2 separate regions of the Zea mays genome follow, and region 1 is linked to region 2. Evidence: chromatin contacts called from public Hi-C data. All regions are on one chromosome and are shown on one strand. The core of a region is the stretch at or near the end of the contact, and the rest is flanking DNA. Distances in the headings are between cores, read along the strand shown.

Region 1 (4,259 bases), core at 533-3,032, 75 kb before region 2:
CCGCCGCGCGAGGGGGCCCTGTCGCTCGTGTGTCGGGGTGGGGACATCAAAAACTAAACCCTAGTGGCCTGGGCTCCTTTTATAGACGACTGAACCTCGTGCGGTTGAACCGAATAGCAACGTTGGGCTAGGGCTTCCTCCAAGCTATTGGAAGAACAGGGCTCCTAATATACACTATTGAGCATCATTTGTGATACTAGGTACGGCCGAACATTTGCCCCTAGGTGCGGACGGTTCACAATTAGATCAGATTAGGCGTAATTAACATGTTTTCCACGCGTGTTTATCCATCTAAACCCGCAGATTATGTTGGGGAACTCCTAGGAACGGATCCAGACATCCCTTATATATATGAAGGGGTACTGTCGACTGCTGGCACCATCAATCAAATCAATCAACCTATTTATCAATATCTTTACTTTCTTACCATAGGGGTAGCCACTAATGTAGTCTTCTTCATCTTAATCTTTCACCTCCCTGCAACTCGACGTTGTCTAGAGATGTCTTGGGTGACCTGCCGTTTCTAAGACAAACCCTAAGATTTCTCCTCCTTGACGAAGTCACTCACGGGGGCAAGATCTAGGTGTTGTTGGCGAACACCGCCAGTCTTATGCACACGTGGACCGTCCGGCTCAGCGCAGGGAACCCATTCATGCTGTTAGATCGCGGACCATCTTATCTTAGACCGCGGATTGTCTGCGCCGGCACCCGCCAAGGGGAACAACTCGCGCCCATATGTGTGTGTGTTTTTAGAAAGTCACAATGCAAAAAGCGTGTAGGTCAATTATAGCCAATGTCAGAGACACGGAGTACAAGAAACCCAGATTGTGTTCGCAACGTACGCGATCCTTTCCTTCCGGGCCTTTCGTGCTCAACTCAGCTGCTCCAATCCGAGCATTGTCTGCGCTGCCTCCGTTTCCGTGCACCGGACTCGACGGCTCTGCGGCTCACGAGTCAGCAGTTGCGCTGAGGATTGGAACCGTATCGGTCGCCTCGCCTGTCGTCCATGGGTCCATGAGCCATGACAAACACAGCAGCACCGCACCGCGCTCTGGGGCTGGGGGACGGCAAGCGGCGACGCATGGGGTGCGCCCGCGTCGGGTTACGTCGGACAGGACGGCGCGCGAGGGGGTCGTGGCGACCGACCGCCCGGCCCCGTGGTTTTCCGTGTGAGATCGCTCCACCTCCAGCCTCCAGGCCGGCCGGCCCGATCACGTGAAATCTCGCGGTCGCGGATGCTGACGCCTCTAGTGTTGGCCGGCGAGCGAGAGTTCGCCGGCCGTCGTCCCGCGCGCGCGTACGTGCGTGTGAACTGTGTGTGTCCGTTCTTGTTGGCTTTTGTCGGTTCCACTTTTCCCGTTGGCGTGTGGTCGCACTGGCCACTTCTGATGACGCGACGTCGTCTCGTTGCGCCGCTAACGTGGCGTGCCTGTCATTCGCGTGACGAGGGCGGTGTTTTACATACACGTACGTAGCGGCGAGCGCGTGAGTGAGTGTGAGTGAGGTGCAAGGCTGCTGGACCGTACCTGGACGTCAGGTAATTTGGTCAAGGGCATGGCAGCTAAGCATTATTTGTTTTTTTTTGTTTTGTTTTGTTTCTGATGACCTTTTTCTTTTCCAATGATCAAGATGTCTACACAAAGATGCATAGACTGATAAGCGATGTGATGTCATACTGAACGTACGTGTATTTTTGTAGCGTAGTGTCTAACTAACTCTGACAAAGACGGACGACTTTTTACTGGATGCTGGCCAACTGTATGCGTGTAGCTAGGCTGTAGCGAAACACGCGTATACGTATATCTATCGATCTCTACGGCGCCGTGCCCGGAAACTCCACGCGTACTGACTGATGCCATCCTTGATCAGCCATTGTTTGTTACACTTGCGCACAAAAAGGAACTTTCTTTTTGCATGACAAGGGTTATTTTGCGTACAGTTTGCTGTCTTTTCGTTTCTGCTGCATATAACACATAGTATGACCACATTTGATGAATCTCTATATATCTTTTATAAATCTATATAAACCTATATATATCTATGTCTCCTGTATACATTATATTATCTATATAAACCTATATCTATTTCTATATATCTCCTATATAGAGTATATCTATATCAGCAAGAGTGAAAATTTCTCCTTATTTTTCATTTCATTTCAAAGTACCCAAAGTCTTTTGTGTTACATATATGACTACAACCTTACTTCATATATACAAGAACAACTCACGCGTCAAGCCTCATGCGACGATTATTCAAAATTTGAATCTAACAAGACACATGTCAGTTTCTGTCGTAACGGTTCGAGCACGTCACGGATCAGCTAGAGCTCGAACAGCTATTGTTGTGTGCAGAGATTCGATCATCCAACCCAGAGCGATAACTGAAGCACACTGTAGGATGCTGAAAGTGTAACCCGCGTGCATTTGCATTGTCATCACGTACGTTTTCCGAGAGTTACTGTCCTTTTAGCATGAATCTATACCACCTCGTCACCACATCAGCTTTTTTTATAAATTGCTATATGAAACATGGCGTTTTACTTGGAAAAAAAAATCACGCAACACATAATTTAAGGGGGGAAATTCATAATTCAAAGAAATTAAATTAAATATAAAAAATCACATAGTTCGTACTTCGTACAATCAAAACTACCCATCGTCTTCTAACTATTTAAGACTAAATTATTTTTAGGTCAAATTTCAGGTTATATTAGTCACGAGTTTACCTAGACTATCCATTACACTGTATCTAGCAATAACCTATATGGCCAAAAAAATGTTTTACACTGTAGACTGCTCTGCACTGTTCGTAGAATGAATTTTGAATATAGGGGATTGTTTGGTTGTGTCTTCACTGAAGCTGCCTGGTCCAGACAACAATCTCAGGCGACCGTTTTCAGCAGGTTCCTGGGTCAGGATTGATTGTCATGGAGGCAGCTGCCTGAGAGAGCACGATCCAAATAAGCTCTGGGTATGCTTAGATCCGCCCCGCACATACATGCAGCGCCTGACAGCGCAGCTCCGGTGTATAGGCCCAAATCGAACGCGGCACACAGTCGAACCATCGGTGTCAGAACAAAAACGAACTCCAAACTTAGGTACCGTTTGGTTTTCAAAATGTTATGTAAATGGTAACGGTAATGATTTGCATTCGATTACGAGCGGTAACAAATTTAAATAAGCTGGTATCAATTTCTAGTGTGGTATCCGATTACGATTGACTTAAACAAATATGATCTAACGTTATTTTTATCTATTACATTACAAATATATGAACCAAACAGTGTCTTGATTCGACTAGTGGGAATAAAATGAAATCAGTAGGGAGATGAGAGAACACGATAAGCGAAGGGGAGGCCAGGCTGGGAGCTCTCGGGCGGAGACAGCAGGATAGCCAGGAAAAAAAAACGGTATTTCACTGGAACTAGCTAGGAACCACTCACACCGGAGCTAGCTAGCGAACCGTCAAACACAGAAGCGAACTCTCTCACGCTCGGTTCAATCTGTACACTAGAGCTGCTCTGGTTAGGCTACAGCTGGCGGATGGATGACAAGCACTTCTCTCAGCTTCGGCAACGGCACTGATCCCTTTCGCTGATAGGCCGGTCCATTTCCAGGTTTTGGCCAGCAGTTAGCTCTAGCTAGCGCGTAGGTTAGGCAACAACTAATAAAAGATTCTTGACCTCTGCCTGTTCTTCTGCATCAGTCCTAGGTTGGTGTGTGTAGCTGATGTGTATTGGTTCGTGCTTTCGGTGCATGGTATGCCCAGCTGTGATACTAGCCCTACTAGAAATGGACCAAACATGCATGCACGTGGAGTCCTCGGTGCCGGTTCCATTCCTTGTGAGCGGCGCCGGTGCAGTTTATAACTGTAGCGCGTGCAGACATCTATCATAACGGAATAGTGTAATGAAATCAGGCTGTGGCGCTATATTGATACCACCGCCTGTGCTACAGTGGCAATATATATATTGATGCTACACAGTGACAGTGATATTGATGAAGATATTCACAATAATAGGATTAAAACAGAGTGGCGATGAAGTGATGTTAAGCTCTGACATTCTATATGACAAAAGGGTACCATAGCAGCTAAAAGACAAATTTATTGGACGACGATTAGACCTACTATGTTGTATGTTGCAGAATATTAATCTACAAAAGCACAACATTTCAACAAATAAGTGATGCAGAAATACGTACATTGCTTGGATTTATAAATTCCAAATGCATATTTGAGCGTCTTGGAGGGATTGA
Region 2 (3,924 bases), core at 1,253-3,752:
GGCCAAGAACAAATTTTGTACAACATTCGTGGTGGGAAGAAAAAAATGCTTCGGCTTGTTCTTGGAGCTTCTACTACTGATCGCGCAGTAGTTGAGTAGTGGATTTCACTTCACGCCGCCGACGTGAGCGCCGGCGCATCGGCGGCGGCAGGGCACTCTGTGCTCTGCTCCGCGTTGGCGGCCGCCGCCCACCGCCGGCACGCCCTGCCGAGCGACGCGGCCTTGCGGCGCGCGCGCTCCGTGCCGGTGCCCAGCAGCTCCCAGATGGCCCACTCCACGCCCTGGACCGCCACCACCTGCGACGCAGCGGCGGCGCCGGCGCGCCTGCACAGCAGCACCAGCGCGGCCGCCGCGCACTCCCGCGACCACTCCGTGCCGCGCCGCATCTCGTTCACCAGCCGCGCCACGGCGCCGTCCAGCGCGACGATCGCCTCCGCGCCGCCGCGCTTCGCCAGCGACGCCAGCACCGCCGCGGCGGCCTCGGCCTCGGCCTCGCCGACCGCGGCCAGCGCCGCCTCCGCGGCGCCGGCCTCGACGATCCTCGGCACGTTCTCCCGCTCGGCGGACAGGCACAGGAGCGCCGCGAGCGCGTCCTTCTTGGTGCTGGAGGGGCCCGTGCGCGCGAGCCGCACGACGCTCTCGACGACGCGTGGGTTCCGCCCGAGCCGGCGGCGGTACGCGTGGACGGCCGCCAGGCTGAGCACGGTGGCCGCGGCGTTCTCCTTGGCGCGCCACGTGGCGCCCGTGCCCATGACGTGGCAGAGCGCGTCCACGGCGCCCTCCGCGTGCATGATGCGCTTCTTGTTGGCCTCCAGGATGGAGAGGTTGAGCAGCGCCGTCACGGCGTTGAGCTGGAGAGCCGAGTCCTCGGACAGGAGCAGCGGCACGAGGAGCCCCGCGGCGCCGGCCTCCCCGATGAACGCGCGGTTGTCGGACCCGGACTTGGCCAGCTGCCGGATCTCTTGGACCACGCGCTTCGTCGCCTCGGGGGAGAAAGAGGCCGACAGCTTCTTCACGAGGAACGACGCGGTCATGCGCGCCGCCTTCAGCGCGGCCTTGTTCGCGCCTACCGCCGGCGCCGGCTCGGCTTTCCCGGACTCGCTGCTCTCCATGGGGATGCCGTTCTCCCGGCACCACCGCGATATCAAGTTCTTGAGCGCCTTGTTGGGCACGAGTTCCAGATTCAGCAGCACTTGCCCGGTCTTGGGGCACGTGGATTTGCCAGAGCCGAACCAGCGCGTGATGGAGTCACGGTCGTACGTCTGACCGCTAGAAGCCACGACGGGGTCGCCCATCAGCTCGAGGGAGATGGGGCACCGGAAGTCCGGCGGCGGCGACGGTGGCTCCGCGTCGTCGAGATCCACCTTGGAGTCCACGGGCCGCGGCGTGGCGGCACTGAAGAGGACGCACTTGGCGTAGCGGAGGAGGCCGACGAGGGCGATCATCGACGACGTCCACCTCTCGGCGACGCGGTCGCCGATCTCCCGCTCCAGGGTCTCGATCTCGTCGCTGCAGCTGGCGGGGTCGTTGATGCCCACGTCCTCCAGGATACCCTCAAGCCTCTCCCGCTCCGGCACGATCTCCCGCTCCACCTCCTGGATCAGCGCGAGCACGCCCGCCTTCAGCTCCAGCTCCGGGGCCGCCGCGCGGCGGCACTGCCGCGACGCGAGCGCCAGGAGGTCCGACACGTCGTCGGCGAGCCCGAGCTCCGCGGCGGGGAGCAGGTCGATCAGCGTGGCGAGGTCGTGCTGGAGCTCCCGCGCGCGCGCGGCCACCTCATCCGACTGAAGCAGCAGGCGCGTGCGGCTGCGCGTGGCGCAGTCGGCCACGAGCGCCTTGAACCGCTGCAGCACGAGCAGGAGCTCCCGGAGGCACAGGGACGCGGAGCGCGGCAGCAGCAGCAGCAGCAGCGGGCCCGCGGCCGCGCCGCACAGCAGCAGGTCGTCGAACACGGCGGCCAGCAGGCGCGCCCGCCTGGCCACCGCTGCGAAGACCGGCCGCAGGAACGGCGCCGGCGCCTCGGCCGCCGACAGGTCCCGCGCCAGGCGGTGCAGGGAGCGCAGGACCTCCCCGTCGGGCGCCGACGAGGAGTAGGGGGATGACGGCCACGCGTCGCTCATCATTGGTGCTGCTGTATGTGCCTTGAGTATGTAACGATGGAATCCGATTCTGATTACAATCTCAATCCGATTCTGATTACAATCTCAATCCGAAGAGAAGGCGGTGAAGAAACACGGATGGATGGACAAGTGAGACGAGTTGGAGATGGGATGGGACGATGAGATGGGAGAAGACACGGAGCGGAAGGCGGGGAGGGGTAGCATATATACGGGGTGGCCGGCGTGGGTGGCTTGGCGCGTTGAGTTGTGCGCGAGCTGGGGTTGAAGAGGCTGGAAATCGGACGGAATCCTCCTGACTGTTGTGGCCCCAGATGTGATGGATACCCATGTCATGGCATGTGCATTTCCTTTCTTTATTGCTGTCGTTCTCCAACTCAACACTAGTAGGAGTATTTACTTTTTTCCCACCAAAAGAAAAAAAACACTATCTTTGAGGCGAAACGGTTTGAAGCCGAGATGTTGTCGACAGCCTGACGCGCTGGGCCATAACAGAAAAAAAGGGGGCAAAACGCTGGCCGCTCGATCTCGGTGCACGGCCGGCCGGATTTGGCCGGGGGTACTTGGCCTCGTGTAGTCGTGTGTGACTCGGCTTGGGTCTGGCAGTTGAGGGAGAGGGGTTGGTAAAGCTGCTAGAACCGGTTTGAGCGGATCGCGTCCATGGTCTCGTTGTTGCAGGCCGGGATAAGAAATGGAAAGCTTCAATTTTTCACCAAAAAGGAAATGGAAATCTTCCAAGGTTGCGCTGCAGTTTGCAGGACAAATTCCTGTTCTCGAACGGGCGAGGACAGTTTCCTGCAGGTCCTTTGTCAGCAACCACGCCCAGTCCCCAGCCATGGTGCAGGCAGTTGCTCATTTCCCCCATGTCACATGTGGAAATCGAATATTACACTCTGGATCACGGTCACACCATACACACAGGACCCGACCGGCTCTACGCTCCTGGAAGGAGAGGCAGATGCGTTGCTTCTTGATGCAACCAGGTGGATCGTGTGATATAAAAGCTACATGTCGCATCGCACGTACTGGTATTAGTTTGCCCCCACGAAGTCCACGTTTTGCACCGAATCGACAGATATGGTTCGTGCCAGTACCCTCCAGTTGGACCGCAGTGACCAGTGGTGGCGCATAATGTTAGAAATATAGGTATTTTTCATATCATTTTAATTCCATAAATTAACATTATGATGATGACACATAAAATATGTTTAATCATAGAAATCGTGATTTTAAATATATTCATAACAATATGGATCATGAGAACATAAAGCATATGAATCATATAAATATAATAAGCATATAAACAGTCAGAACAATTGAGAATAAACAGACAACAACATAAACAGCATGACTGTAAAATTAAGACAAACAAATTTATCATATTACTAGTATGAACAGGCATCAGACATGTCATGATATAATATGACAAAACACATTGGATAAATTTATGGCTATATATGAAACAGCAGGTATGAACATATGTAACATATATAATCTGCAGAATGTAAAACAGTAAGGAGATGAATTGATCATACCCTCCCATGCGCTCCGAGGATCTAGATCCCTGTCCAACTTCACTTGTCATGTGGTACGAGATGAAGACGCCAGGAACCAGCGATGAAGACAAAGACAGATGTTGGGCAGTCGCGTAGACGCTCCCCAAAAACCTAATTGCCGATCCCCCGAGCAGGGTCTCGAACGGCAAGGGCTTCGGAGGCACCTGCCCTCTCGCCTCTCTGTGCGCGCAGAGCTACGAGATGGAAACACCCTCACTTGCGGCTGGACTTGTGACTCTGAAATGGTTCTG

What was found. A called contact is a pair of places that touch in the nucleus more often than the background predicts.
Region 1: a Hi-C map of endosperm shows a contact between it and region 2, with 5 times the contacts expected there. The contact joins the enhancer-like site here to the promoter of LOC103630485 in region 2. A contact is called at or near these places in 3 of 25 Hi-C or Micro-C datasets (endosperm and leaf).

The regions. Positions count from the first base shown.
Region 1 is chr6:165,053,969-165,058,227 of Zm-B73-REFERENCE-NAM-5.0, reverse strand. No RefSeq gene overlaps it. Among protein-coding and RNA genes, the nearest start is that of LOC100216587, 26 kb to the left of the region's middle. Within about 2 kb of position 1,782, at least 16 of the 20 cell types and tissues checked have an H3K27ac peak or open chromatin away from gene starts, as enhancers often do. A contact at or near this core is called in endosperm and leaf, where this site is marked.
Region 2 is chr6:164,979,545-164,983,468 of Zm-B73-REFERENCE-NAM-5.0, reverse strand. It overlaps LOC103630485 (U-box domain-containing protein 16), which reads right to left and starts at 2,502. Exons shown (of 1, transcript XM_008651535.4): 1 at 1-2,502. The coding sequence starts at 2,123. The coding sequence ends at 111.